2 separate regions of the Mus musculus genome follow, and region 2 is linked to region 1. The links are chromatin contacts, called in public promoter capture Hi-C maps. All regions are on one chromosome and are shown on one strand. Each heading gives the region's core, a stretch centred on a gene start, on an enhancer-like site or on the middle of the called end of the contact. The rest is flanking DNA. Distances are from core to core; before and after follow the strand shown.

The links. Promoter capture Hi-C pulls out the DNA fragments that hold promoters and counts their contacts.
Region 2: a contact with region 1 is called in a promoter capture Hi-C map of stem cell-derived epiblast-like cells, with 2.9 times the contacts expected there. The contact joins the promoter of Car15 here to the promoter of P2rx6 in region 1. A contact is called at or near these places in 18 of 39 promoter capture datasets (the 3T3-L1 cell line, 3T3-L1-derived adipocytes, the C10 cell line and 12 more), 1 of 15 datasets of contacts at CTCF or cohesin (the NIH/3T3 cell line), 3 of 484 Hi-C or Micro-C datasets (B cells, the G1E-ER4 cell line and the HL-1 cell line), 1 of 115 datasets of contacts at active chromatin or transcription factors (pancreatic cancer cells) and 2 of 9 other capture datasets (adipose tissue and liver).

What each region holds. Positions count from the first base shown.
Region 1 is chr16:17,558,327-17,565,427 of GRCm38.p6, forward strand. It overlaps P2rx6 (purinergic receptor P2X, ligand-gated ion channel, 6), which reads left to right and starts at 3,559. Exons shown (of 12, transcript NM_011028.2): 1 at 3,559-3,857; 2 at 4,395-4,545; 3 at 6,630-6,701. The coding sequence starts at 3,688. It overlaps Lrrc74b (leucine rich repeat containing 74B), which reads right to left and starts at 2,921. Exons shown (of 9, transcript NM_029053.3): 1 at 2,753-2,921; 2 at 1,411-1,553; 3 at 920-1,052; 4 at 1-49. The coding sequence starts at 2,885.
Region 2 is chr16:17,833,854-17,840,954 of GRCm38.p6, forward strand. It overlaps Car15 (carbonic anhydrase 15), which reads right to left and starts at 4,333. Exons shown (of 8, transcript NM_030558.2): 1 at 4,188-4,333; 2 at 3,978-4,013; 3 at 3,448-3,618; 4 at 2,865-3,025; 5 at 2,690-2,782; 6 at 2,039-2,105; 7 at 1,783-1,949; 8 at 1,423-1,686. The coding sequence starts at 4,254. The coding sequence ends at 1,474. It overlaps Dgcr2 (DiGeorge syndrome critical region gene 2), which reads right to left. Exons shown (of 10, transcript NM_010048.3): 10 at 6,502-7,101. It overlaps B830017H08Rik (RIKEN cDNA B830017H08 gene), which reads left to right. Exons shown (of 2, transcript NR_027959.1): 2 at 499-1,166.

The DNA.
Region 1 (7,101 bases), core at 2,309-4,808:
ATCGCCTGGAGCCCTGCAGCTCCAATCTGATTCTCTGACAGGTCCACATCTGAGGGCAGCAATACTGCCTGGTCAGAGGGACCTGCAGCCAGGTGCCACACTCTGCCAGGTCAGAGGGACCCACAGCCAGGCACCACACACTCTCCCTGGTTGGAGGGACCCGCAGCCAGGCGCCACACATTCTGCCTGGTCAGTGGGACCCCCAGCCAGTCGCCACCCTCTTTCACTTCTCTGTATCTCACAAACCTCCGAGCCTGAGGGAAAGGAGGGGCTTTGCAATCTGATTTATCTGGGGGCAGCATGGTGACAGCCTTGCCACTGTTGGCTGAGTCACCTTGGGTCTATGGTCTCCCCACTCCATGACTGTCTGTGAAGAATGCTGTGGTAGCATGTCAGCTACTCTGTGATGGTTGATGTAACAGCATAACCCCACTGTCCTATTGCTAGGGACTGGCGATGTAAGCTTAGATGTCCACTTCTGTCGTTTCCTTTGAAGTTTGCCACAGCCCAGAGAGCAAAGTAGTGCTGTGGTGGTCACTTTACAAGCTGAAAACAGGCTCAGTGATTGCCTGCCTGGGTCAGCTTGTGCTTCATCGGCAGAGCTGGAAGCAGCCTCACCCAGCCCCCACCTTGCCCTTCCGGTTCTCCCTCCCTCGGTGCCTGCTTCTCTGTGCTCTCCTGCCCTGCACTCAGGCACTGGGAGTCTACTGCAAGGGGGGAGGCTGCTCACCAGGGAGAGGCCAGTGAGAGCAATGGAGAGGGTCAGACAAAGAGCAGCTCAGCATGGGTTAACCCGGCACTTCCCTCCTCATCTCCTAGCAACATCTCAAGATCGAAGGCCTGGGGAGGGAGCCACTTCCCTGGGAAAGAGGGGCCCCAAGCTTGCCTACTTCTCAGACGGAAGTCCTGCACTACCTACCAGAGATAATGCTGTTCTTACGCAGGACATCAGCCAGAGCCTCTGCTCCAGCACCACAGAGCCCATTGTCCCGAAGATCCAGACGCTTGATGTAGGGATTAGAGGTCAATACGGAAGCCAATGCCCGGACCCCCTGGAACAGAGCAGAGAGGTACAAGGGGCGAGGAACATAGTGGCCTGGGGGGCCTGGTCCTTCCCTGAACTGAGATACAGATGGTCATAATTTCAGTTTAAATCCCCAGAGCTCCCACCTCCTCCAGAGAACATCAGCTTCTACCTTTAGGTGCCGCCCAATCTCACTTCCTGGAGTCCTTCCTACAATTCCACCCTCATCTCTGTCACACAGTCTCCACCCTGTCTCGCAGGCATGGGAGATGGGACTTGTGTGGCACAGACAGCTTTGAGTGTCTGAGATAGAATCAAGGACAAGATGGCCACTACCTCCTACATCCTCCCAGCCAAGTGTGGTTCCAGTGTCCCCCAACAGATACCTGGGGCCCCAGGCCACGGTGCCGAAGGTTCAATTCAGAGGCACCCTCTTGGCGCAGAAGACAAGAAACTGGCACAACACTATTGGCCCGGCAAGACTTCAGATAGAGGGTAGCCATGACCCGTTCTCCAAGCCCATGGGTGCCTAGCAGTAGATGGGAGATGAAGAAGGAACGAATCACTGGCATAGCCTGGACCCTTTCCTGCCCCTGCCATTTCTTCTTGTTCTGGTGGCTACTGTGCCCATATTCTAGATGAGGACCTCCACACTAAAAATTAATTAAGTCTTTTCTCAAAGCCACCAAACTAGTGAACCAAAGGGAGCATTTGCCTAATGCTGACATGTTTGCTGTCCTTGCCCCACTGCGTCCAGGTATCACAGATCACCTTCCCAAACATACACACACACACACACACACAGAGACACACACAGAGAGACACACACAGAGACACACACACACACACATACACAGAGACACACATACACAGACACACAGACACACACACAGAGACACACACACACAGAGACACACATACACACAGACACACAGATACACACAGACACACACACAGAGACACACACAGAGACACACACACAGAGACACACATACAGACACACACACAAAGACACACACACAGACACACACACACAGAGACAGACACACACACAGACAGACACACATACACAGACACACAGACACACAGACACAGACACACACACACAGACACAGACAGGCAGACAGACATACACAGACACACACACACAGAGACACAGACACACATACAGAAAGACACACACACAGACACACAGACACACACACACAGAGACACAGACACACACAGAGAGACACACATACACAGACACACTGACACACACCACCTCCACCACCACCACCAAAGCTGGCCTCCAGCTTGCTGGTTAAGTTCAGCCTTGAGCTCAATGCTTCAACCATGCTAGGCAAGCACTACACTGAGCTACATTCTCAGTCCACGGGTCATAAGGTCTATATAAACACCCTGGGAGCAGAGGGCTGGAAACAATCTTAAATCCAATATATCCATTAGCTAGGTTTTTCCTATAGGTTGGAACGCCCAGCCCCGAACTCTTTGGGACACAACTGCTTGTCAGGGTATTTCATTTGCAGGTTTTCCAGAAGACAGTTCTAAATGTTAGGCCTCCTCATTCCTCCAGGAGGGCAAGGACTTGAGGGGTATCAGCTGCTGATACTGGGAAATGTGCCCCCACAGAGGGTGCCGGTCGGTTCTAGCTGCCCTCCCACCACTTTTGCGGGAATATCCTCAAGTGAGGATTCCAACTAGGACCCCACGCGGAGGATGAGGCACCTTCTGCTTCCAGAGCAGAGTGTGAATCTGCAGTCCAGGACCTTTCGGCCTCCAGGGTCTCTGCCTGAGGCCCAGTGGCCGCAGCTTCTCCCTCTTGATCTTCATTCTTCTGAACTTCGCAGGGACCCTTCATGTTTACTCTCACTACCCAGTCCGGGACGCAGACTCTAACCACACAGCTCACCGCCTGGAACTCTTCCCAGGGATGTGGGCGGTCCCTCTGGCCTCCTTGACCAATCGAATCTGATCTACGGACAACAGGTGGTCTCTGGGGCCAGTAACGGTGCCCGCCCTCCCACCCCGCCGTCGTCCTGGGAACCGGGTCTTGTTTGCAAAAGAAAACACAACCTTGGCACGCTCTTTCCCAGGGCTGACTACCGCTGCCATGCACGGGGGTAGTCACTCCTTCATGTTCTTTTCACAAACATTTCCAGTCTGACCCCAGAACTAGTGTTTTAGTTACGGCGCTTGGAGTAGACAGCGGCTCTACAGAAGATCTGTAGCCTAGCAATAGTTTTTCTCTGGGGCCACAGCTATGCGGTCACTGCCTAAGGGTCTCAGCTTTCTCTCAAGATCTAGAGGTTGCTATGCTGCTGCGCCAGCAGGGGTATCTCAAACCCAATTTATACTCTTTGGAATGTGCAAGTTTGAGTTCAGAGCCCCTTCTCTGGGCTTCTGTTACCCCGTGTTGACTGCCCACCATATAAGAAAACAAAGTGAGTGGGTAGGGACAGGTCTATTCCTCTCTCTATGCATAGGGTCCAACCCAGGGACTCTGGACAAAAGGGGGCGGGGCTACACCAGCTGGGGTTTGGGAATGAGGCAGGAGCCAGCTCCTACTGAATTTGAGATGTCCCTTTAACAACACTGGCCTGAATCCCATGCATGGCTTCTTGGCCTCCAGTTCAGCTGCGGCTAAAGTTGCCTGCTGACTCATGCAGTTGCAGCCAGCAGGAACTGGGAACATGGCTTCTGCAGCCGCAGCAGCACTCGTGAGCTGGGGGTTTCTGGATTACAAGACGGAGAAATATGTGCTAACCAGGAACTGTCGGGTGGGCGTCTCCCAGAGGCTGCTGCAGCTGGCAGTGGTAGTCTACGTGATAGGGTAAGAACCGCTCCTGGCCAGACTGCAGAGTCTGCTGTGGGGGGTCTTGCTTGCCGAGGGATAAAAGTTGGCTTTTTAGAACCCCAGCTGGTGGGAAAGTGGGAATGGGGGTGAGAGGTAGTCAGAAGGGATTTTAGTCCATTCAGAGAACAGTGGAAGATCCATTCGCCCACGTAAGGGGCTTTGTCTCCAGCGTCTTCTCGGTCTCTGTTAGCGTCTGCAGTTCTCCTGCCCTAAGGTACCCTGATGCAGCAGGAGGCAGTAATTCTCTGAGCAACACAGCACTAAGCCTCTCAGAGAGACCACCAGCTGGATGTCCGAAAAGTCTTTGAGAAGGGAGCTGGGTTTGCTGAGTGTGTGAAGGCACTGGCTGTGAAAAGTGACCATCGTCATCTGAGAGCTCCACCTACTCAGGGGTATAGAGCAAGAGGCGCAGCTAGACAGAAGGTGGAGGCCTCCATGCTGGTCTGGGAGCCTAGTGTGTGAGCACTGCTACTCCTTATCTAGACATTACACTATCCATCATCCTTTCCCTAGGTGGGCCCTCTTGGCCAAAAAAGGCTACCAGGAACGGGACTTGGCCCCTCAGACTTCTGTCATCACCAAACTCAAGGGGGTTTCTGTAACCCAGGTTAAGGAGCTGGAGAACCGGCTGTGGGACGTGGCTGACTTTGTGAAGCCATCACAGGTAGGTCCCCAGCGCTGCTGCAGGAAGTCAGAATTCTTCAGCCACCACCACCAACCACACCTGCCGTGCATGAGAGACATAGGATGCAGGAGGAAGGGTTCTGAGTCAGTGTGAGAAAACAGCTTTCAGGGATGTGGAGCTTCCCAAGCCAAGAAGCCAGGGCCTGCGGAACTTCCTTTAAAGGAAGGTTATCGATGCAACTCAGTGGCAGAGAGCTTGCCTGGCATTCATAGCTTCCGAGCTTCAATGCTAGAACCACCAAACAAACAAGCAAAAACAAAAATACCATCCACCCCACCCATCCAGCACCCATGTGGTGGAGAGATACATGTGAGAAGGAATGAAATATCTTCGGTTCATGATTTATGCTTGGAAGTGAAATGTAGGGGATGGGAACCCAGGGCTTGAGCTTGCTGAAGTCCCCTTGCTATCATTTAGGGATCTTGGATCAAGTTCATTTTTTTTTCTTCCCAATGATGAAAGAATTAAAAGGCAGAGGCTGGAGAGATGGCTCAGTTGTTGAGAACACTGGCTGTTCTTGCAGAAAATACAGCTTCTGTTCCTAGAACCCACATAGTAGCTCATAGCTTTCTGTCATTTCAGTTCCAGGGGATTCTATGCTGTCTTCTGGCCTCTGAGGGCCTCAGGCAGGCACACACACACACACACACACACACACACACACACACACTAATTAAATAAAACAACTCGGCTGGATGCTCAGCATATGCCTGTAATCCCAGCACTCTAGAGGCAGATGCAAGTAGAGCTCTGAGTTTCAAGACCAGGCTGGGTCTACACAGCAAGTTCCAGGATAGCCAAGGCTACACAGAGAAAGCCTGTCTTGAAATAAAACAAAGCCAAAAAAAAAAAATACCCTGCTCAAAAATAGAGTGAAAAGGCAAGAAATAAGTCACAGTCACAGCAAATACATGTCTCATTAAAAGTGAGAGTGCACACATCCCACACACAAAAGAGACAGGCTTCCCACCAGAGGGAAGGGAATTTAGAAACCAAAATCCATTCTCCCATGGAGGGCTGCTGGTTTTAAATATCTGTGGTGGGATAGGATGGGTGCCTCTGTCCTGAATTTTGGATTATCAACTTGAAAGAAGAAGCTGATAAGTCCAGAGGTTCATGCAAGCTGAGACATGCCCAGGACCAGCCTTGAATATAGCTGGACTAGTCTAGACCATTCATCCAGAAGGGGGTCCTTCTGGCAGGGAAAAAAAAAAAAGTTCACCAAGCCTTTGTCTTGGAAGGAGGTGGTGAGGAAGAGTCTGGGAGTTGACGGATCTGTGATGTATACACCACCCCTTCCCCATCCTTGCCTGTCACAGTACAGTCTGACTCCTTTCATGTCACTCACATGCCCCTCTTTGTCTCTTTTAGGGAACATCTTCTCTTCTCCCTCCACCTAGCCCCAGTTACCAGCTGTTACGGGACATTTCCTGAGGAGACATAAACAAATGTCTGTATACCTCAGATAGGGCACCAACGATGAACCAATTCCATTCCAAATAAGTTCTGTGAACCAGTGACTAATTGTGGTTCCCTGTAGGCATAAGTGAGGGGTACTTACAGGAGCACCAGTGACTCAGGCAGCTATCATCTGTTGGCTCCAGGTGGTAGTAGCTTTCTATATGGGAGCATGCTCTCTCTCTCTCTCTCTCTCTCTCTCTCTCTCTCTCTCTCCCTCTCACACACACCCACACACACACATCAGCAGGCTCCCTCTGTCCCCACTTTGGGTGAGTGCATGAGAATTTGAAATGACACTTGTATGGAAGATACGGATAGAGGCATGACACTTTCTGAGCTCAGGGGAGGCCGTAAACCTAGTCAGCTTCACCTGCTTCACTGGACGCCATTTTCTGCAGGACAAATTGGCAACTAGATGGGACCAAAAACTATTCCCACAAAATCCAGGCTACCCAGGCTGGGCTCTACCTCAGAGGGTGCTGGCCTAGCCTGTCTGAGATCCGGAGTTCCATTCCCAGCACTGAGAGCAACAAAAAGCAAACAAACCAGGCTGTCAGCTTCTATCTTCTCAGTTGAGACCAACCTTCAGCCTTGCCTTCTAGGGAGAGAACGTGTTCTTCCTGGTAACCAACTTCCTCGTGACACCAGCTCAAGTCCAGGGCAGATGTCCAGAGGTAAGCTTGTCCAGAGCCTCTAACACACACCCACCCCTTTTTTTCTCATCAGCCCTGTCTCCTTTCTCCTTCACTCATGGCTCAAAGCTCAGTCCCAGCTTGGTATGTCTATCCCAGGCAAAGGGCTACACTTTTCTAGAAGTCATTTCACCAAGTCTTTACATCTGCTGTTCACGAGGAATACTTTAATTCCCATTAAACAGGTGATTAGGGCTCCATATGTCCAATCACTTTTCCAAGGGTACCCCAAGTATGGGTTACCGGCACAGTATCTGAGGACACCCCTTGGGGTCTCCAACCTTTACAACACCAGACCTTGATGTGGGACAGTTTCATTGAGATGTCCAGCGTTTTTTCCATGCTGGTCCTGCCTCTGGGTTACAGCCAGGCACACACTCAC
Region 2 (7,101 bases), core at 3,083-5,582, 280 kb after region 1:
GCTCGGTGTGCTCGGTGTGCGGGGAGCCGCGCGGCGGCGCCACCTATCCCGCGGGCGTCCTGGAGGTGAGCGAGCGGCGGCTGCAGGAGGGGCTGGCGGCCGTGCGCGCCGAGCTGGGCGCGGGGCTCGAGGCGCTGCGTGCGGAGCTGCGGAGCGAGCTGGATGCCCTGCGCGCCCTGCTGCCGCCGCCGCAGCAGCAGCAGCCGCTGCCGCCGCCACCCGCCCGCCGGGAGCCCCGGGGCCCCGCCTTGCTACGGGCGCTCGGCACGGTGAACGCGTTGGTTTCGTCCTCCAGGGCAGCGGAGAACGGACCGGACACCCCCGCGGACAGCCTGGCGAACCGAGCCATGGCCCGCAAGAACCACAAGAAAACTCCAGTGCCTCCAGCGGCTGCGCAAAGCGGCGGAGACTGAGGGACTGGAGGCAAATCGGACGATGTGCGGTGCTTCTACAGATTCCTCAGATGCCGCCAGCCGACATTCCATTATTTAGAGGATGGGCGGCAGAGGCTATGTAGATGGTTTTGCGATGTGGTTGATGGCCGCCCAGGACTGACTCTGGGCTGTAGAGCCAGCCCCCTCTTGGCCTTGGAGCTGGGGAAGAATCTGAACCAGAGTGGCACTGCCTGAGAGGAGCAGCTGGCCGGAGCCAAGGGATCTGCAGCCTGGAGGCAAATGCTTGCCGTTGTCTTAAAGTCCTAGAGAGCACTAGAATAGTGTCAACTATAACGGACTTTAGAAACCTAAGGTAGCTGAGGACAGTGCCACTTCAATGTACCCCTCTACATGACATCACTTTCCTAGCCATCACCGCTCTACTGGTAATGGAGGCCACCCTTCTGCTGTGGTATCATGTTATCAGTATCTTTTGGACTCAGCCTCAGACACTGATAAGGACGACAGTTGTGCCCTTACTTAGCCTCCCAACAGCAGCCCAACACCAGCTTCTCTTTAGAAAATACTCCACAAGGCAGTAAGTCGGCAAGCCTGGTTTCATAGCGCTTGCTGTCTCTTTCAAAACCAGCCAATTCGGTGCCTCCTGTTGGAGCCTGCTTTTTCTTAAAAACTGGCCTCAGAATTTCAACCCGGGTCATCATTTTAATTGGGCACAGTAACTCCCTTTGCTGTTAAGTATAATAAAATGCAGTTTCTGGCATAGGTGGCATTACTAAGATGTACTGACTTTCTCCCTTCCCTCTGACCAGAAGACTTAAATAATGCATTGTTGCCAGTGGGTATCTGAGTGGGTCTCAGTTTTGGAATAAGTTTCTATGGCCATGGTGGACAAGAGGACAGTCACCCAAGAGCCTCTCAGTTCTGTGGCCAGGAACATTGAGGCTGCAATGAGGTTAGGGAGGATTCTCTACCCGCCATCCCCTTGACCACTAGGCATGCAATCCTTCCCAGACACATTAGGCCAAGGTCACTATGCACGATTTATTGGGGAAATACTATTGTAGAATCATTGCTGGACCTAGGGACCCTGCCAGAGTCTCAGGCCAACTCCCAAGCCCACAAGAGCCAGGTGCAAACAGGGCAGGGTAGAGACTGATGATCGGACGGATGCTTCGGGAGAGGCTGATATCCTGCGCCCTCCAAGAGGCTGCTGGGGGCGGAAATTACTCGTGAGTGGTCTGGGGTGCAAACCTGGTGGCCCAGTCTGAAGCACGGCCTGGAACTGGACTACCTGAGGGTGGGTAAAGATGGGTCAAGATGTGACAGGGCAGGCCAAGAAGGCGGGGGTAACAGAGACTGGGCGTGGAGGAATGGCAGTGACTCCCACCTGCGCATGCCCAATGGGTACGGTGTTTTCAAAGACAGTCCAGAGCACCGCTGGCTCACAGCCCGGCGTGGTCAGAGACCCAGAGTATCGGTAGTACCGCAAGAGCCGCAAAGCACTTGGCAGCAGAGAGGCCAGTGCAAAGGTGGACGTCAGATTCACAGCTACCCCTGTATAGTAGAGACACTGGAACTCGCCTCTCCTGCTCTTGCTCCTCACCCTCATCACCCAGCCCAGTAGGGACCCCACAGCTCCTTACCAGGTGAAGATAAATTTTTCAGGCCAGACACAATGGCAGAGAAATTGGTATTGTCCCTGTCTTCCTCCTGTGGAAGAGTTTTAAGACATTTTGATGTTCTCTACCTCCACTCCCTTTCTCTCCCCCTCACTCTCCTCCCCCGTGTGTGTGCGTGTGTGTGTGTGTGTGCGTTCATGTGTGTGTGTGTGTGTGTGTGTGTGTGAAGGTAAAATAGCTGAAAATAGCTGAAAATAGCTGGGACAGCAGTGGGAAGGGCCCAGCTGGAGGCTCTGGGAGATCTGGGGATGAAGAAGATGACCTACCATGAGGCCCAGCAACACTCCATCGCTTTGGCCCCCACCTCCTTGGTGGGGAGTTCCCTGGGCATCTGGACGTGAACTGACTGTCTTCATGGCTAGCTTCATTTATAGAGCGTCCCCTGCCACCTCCCTACATCATGTGTAGAGCCTCCTCTTCATTCACGAGGATTTGGACTCATCTGTGTATCCCATTGTTAAAGCTGCTTAGCCCATTTGTGTGCATGTGTTGGTGGGGGGCAGTGAGCTCTTCTGAGTTCTCTAAGTCTTTCAGAGCTGAAGATCCCTGGTCCCTCCACACAACTCCAAGTCCCTGTTTCTGGAAACATGTACGGGGCCACAGCCCCTTCCTCACCACCAACAGCACAGCCAGTATAGCAAACCCATCTGGTTGGCTCCGTGCATCCTCCATGCTCTGGTACTTTGTGTTCATGTGGACCATGTGCATCTAGGGGATACAGAACAAAGGTAGTGACCAGCTGCTCTCTGCTCCCTACGCCTGTCTTCCTTCTGGTCCACCCTGAACCCACCTCCATAGAGCCATGCTTCTCATCCAGGCTGTGCTCGGAGCCTTGGTGCCCTGGGCTGCCCCAGTGGAAGTGCAGCTGCAGTAGCCGGTACTCTGGTGACGGGAGCCCAGCCCCTCGGATGGCTGGGCAGTTCTGCTGACAGGAATTTACTCGAAGTAGCACTGAAGGCAGGGAGCACATGAGAGTTTTCCTCACCAGCAGACTCCCCAGGGTAGGAATAACACTGTCACTAGCAGTTTCAGTTATGAGGACCTTGACTTCTTTCCAGCATCTTGGCATCTGGACATGAACTGACTGTCCTCAGGGGTCATGGCTAGCTTCATTTATAGAGGGTCCCCTGCCACCTCCCTACATCGTGTGTAGAGCCTCCTCTGCTTTGTCCACGAGGATTTGGACTCGTCTGCGTATCCCATTTTTATAGCTGGTTAGCCCATTTGTGTTGTGTGTTGGGGGGTAGTGAGCTCTTTTGAGAAGCTGGTGTCTCAGCTCGTCTGTGGGTCCTCATCCCTGTGTATGGGTGAGGTTCCTGTAAGCTGTATGGAGTCCTGCTTCTGTGTGGCAGTCTCAACCTTATGATGCTGACCTGTGTGGCCATCGTTCTCCAGGACCCAAGGATCTTGAGGGGCTGAATCATAGCCTTGAAAGATGAAGGGCTTAAGAGTGTAGTCCCGCTGGACCAATCGAAGGTCAATGTTGATAGGGGACTGGGTTGGGCCCCCACAGGCAGGTGCTAGTTCCTTCCAGTGGGCAGGGCCTGAGAAAAGAAGGACTAGTGTCTGCAGCAGGGGTCTCAAAGGCAAGTCTGGGAGTACAACGAGGGATTCCATATACCCAGATGCCCTCCCTCTGCCCTCCACACACCTGGCTGCAGCAGCACCCATCTGACTTATAAGTCTGCAAGCATACTGGCCCACAGAGAGATAAGGTAGGAGGGTCTGGGACACGGCTGCATACTCATGCTGGGGACCATCCCAACACACACATGATCTAGCCACACCCATAGACTCACAGACCCTGACAGCAGACACACAGAATCACAGTGTCCAGTTCTTTGGAGCACAGGAGCTGACAGAGACCAGACAGATCCACATAGCCTGTTACAACTGTTCTCACCACACTTTGGGTCTTGGGAGTCGTAGCACCAGGTACCTGTAGACAGGAGGCAGGGGACCACTGTGGTTCTTTATAAAGTTCCATCTTGACCCCAGTCCAGGAATGGAGACAGGTTAGCCAGTAGAGGCTGTTCCCTTGTCAGTGCGTCTCCTCCCAAACTTGCCCCATCACTGGTAGGTAGGTGGTGTCAGGCAGAGCCTTGGTGCTCACCACTGGAGTCCACCTGTGCCGCCAGTTGTATAAGGAGGAAGCTGAGCAAGAAGTCCAGGGCCCACATGATGCTGCAGTGGCTGACTCCGGAGAACTGCAAAGTGGATGAGGAATGTACAGCCAGGCTACTTAGAAGGCTGCTCTGCATTCATTGGTAGGTGAACTAGAGGTCTGGATAAGCCCTGTGGACATGCTGAGGTGAGGCTAGAGTAGGTGGAGCCCAGGTAGAGCCACTAGGAATGGAGGTGGGCTGGAGCCTAAACTTCAGAGCTGCTGCAGCCAGTGTAACTGTTGGCATTTCTCCCGAAGGGCGTCTGGTTATTACTCTTACAGCAGTGAAAATGAGTAACAGAGACCAGGAGTGACATGCCGAAACCACCGTCAAAGAAATTAGTTCAAGAGGTGAGGGCACATTGGATCCTACTGCCCAAGACTTAGGCTAGGAGGCATGGCTGTTCTTTCTCATGCTACAAGTTTGAGATTCCAACCCGTTCCAAGTCCAGGTCCACATCAGCCTTCCTATTGATGCTCGTCTGAGGACTACCCTCCCAAAGACAAAGGTCTCAGGAGAAGCTGCAGCCCTCCTGTGGTGGGGATACTACAGTGGCTCAAGTCCCTGGCACTCTGGAGGGAAGTGTCTGTGCCTCCTTGGCTTCCTGATGTGCTTCTGCACATGGGCACCATGTCTGAGCAGGTTAGGCTGAACAATGACTACCAGGGAGTGGGCTGGAGGGCTGCCCCTCTCAGTATTCCAGTTCTCAGCATCTCTTTCCCATGGTATAGCTTAGTGGAAGAGTACTTGCTTAGCATGTCTCCTTGGATTCTCCCTCAGCACTGCTGGAGGACCAGGCTCTTCCTTGAAGAGAGGACAGGGAGGAAAGGGCAGTGTTGGCAGAGCCCCAGGCACCCTGCTTCAGATGTGTTGAGGGTAGAATGAAGCTCCTGTCCCCACCAAAGGCCTCAGCAGATCCTTCTTAACCCAACCCCTTGCCAGCCTTTGTGACAGCCTGCTGTAGTTACTGGCCCTTCTGAGTTAGGACAGTGAACTTGATTACAGCTGAAAGTCTGGTTCCTGAGTTTGACCAATAAGGGCTCTTGCATGTATGGGGTGCAAATACATAAACTCATGCACAAACACACAAAAACTATAAAAATTAAAATATTGTGTGGGGCATGGAGGTGCACACCTTTGTTGTGTGTAGTTTTAAAAAACATGCTACCACCTTGCCTGGGATTGCGGGGCGGGGGGGGGGGGGCCCGCTGCGCCACCAGCCACTCCTGGCTCCCTTTTGTTCCACCAGGCTTAGCTCCAGGATCCTCAAAACCAAGCCCTAAGCTGGCTTCCTTTTCTACCCACCTTTGCTCCAGGAGGGGATTGCATTACCAGCCCACTCCTGGGACCCTAGAATCCGAGGACAAAAGACACACACTCAGCCTTGTTACTTTAACTTGCCTGTTAAGCACAAATCTCTCCTGCCTGGGAATGCATGCCCTTTCCAATTTATTATCTCCATCTCTCCTTCCGCCCTAAACTTAGTGGCTTGTTCTATTTAGCCCCTGCCAGACATCTTTGGCAACCCGGCCACAGGCCCTCACTGCCCAGATCTTACATGGTTGCTGTGTCCCTTTTCCTCCAAAGCATGGCAGAAAAACCCTCTCTCCTTCCCTACGTCTCCTTTCCTCTTGAGATCTGGATAACACACACACACACCCCACACGCACGCAAACATTGCTATCAAGAATCCTGGTGTCTCACAGAAATGATAGTAAATGCTTTTTCTGCTTCTCACCCCCAGCAGGCTGAGTGCCATAGTGGGTGGGTGTAACCCCCTCTTTTCAGGAGAGGCCTCAGCCCAAGGCAATAGGCTATGCAAGTCTTTAGCATCTTAGGACTTCTGGAAAGACAAGATCATCCAATTTTTTATAGATTGAAATCTTCTCAGAGGACTCAAGCCTTTCCAGCCCTGTAGGAAAAGGCATTGAACAGCCCAGTCCTGGGTGTAAGTTGCCAATCGCTACCCTCCAAGCTGCAGCTCCTGCTGGAAGGAGCTGCTTACAGCCACCTGGATGGTCAGAGATGAAGTCCAGCGCCCTCCCTGCACTGGACACTAGTAACGGGGATATACCAGCCCTGGCATTGACTGTAGTGTAACTTCAGAGGAGTGTGGCCCCTTGCCATGCACCCTCCAGAGGCTCCAAGCTCAGCCATCTGGTCCTCAACCAAGGGGTGTCAGAAGCCAACTGGATGCCTGTAAGGGCTGAAAACTTAGGAGAGCCCTGTCGAGGGGCTGGCCACAGCAAGAACTGACCATGCTTTTTCCATAACACAAGTTTATTTGGCATTGGATGAAATGGTTCTCACAGCATCTTAAGAAAGGATCAATGCCAACCTGACCAAAAAAATACACCCAAACTAAAACCTTTAATGAAAGGAATATGTAAAAACAGGCATTGAGACAATGTACAGTATCAAATTCCACTTCAAGGCAGGTCAGAGGGCACCTGGCCTCAGAAGAGTGGCAAGGCAGTCCTGGGAAAGGGGCCTCCTAGGAGCCTGTCCCTCTGGGGCCTTGCGGGATGGGTAAAGAACACACAAACCTCATCAAATCTTGGATTTGGGATTATTCACCAGTGAGATCTGGCAGACTCCAGTGCTTGGAACTGGAATAGCAATAGTCTAAACAGCCCCCAACAGAGGCCTTCCATGCACCCCTAAGGCATGGGGGACGGACCCCACAGGCCTGACAAGCCTACCTCTGTAGCACCAGTCCACTTTAGGTCACCCTCTCCACTGGGCCTCCTAATCTCAACCCCAACAGCCATTTGGTCCCCACGTAAGTTCCAGTCTGTGCAGTCTCCTGAGGCACTGCTGTGTGGTCCTTAGGGCTCTTTTGGGTGGCCTGGCACCAACACA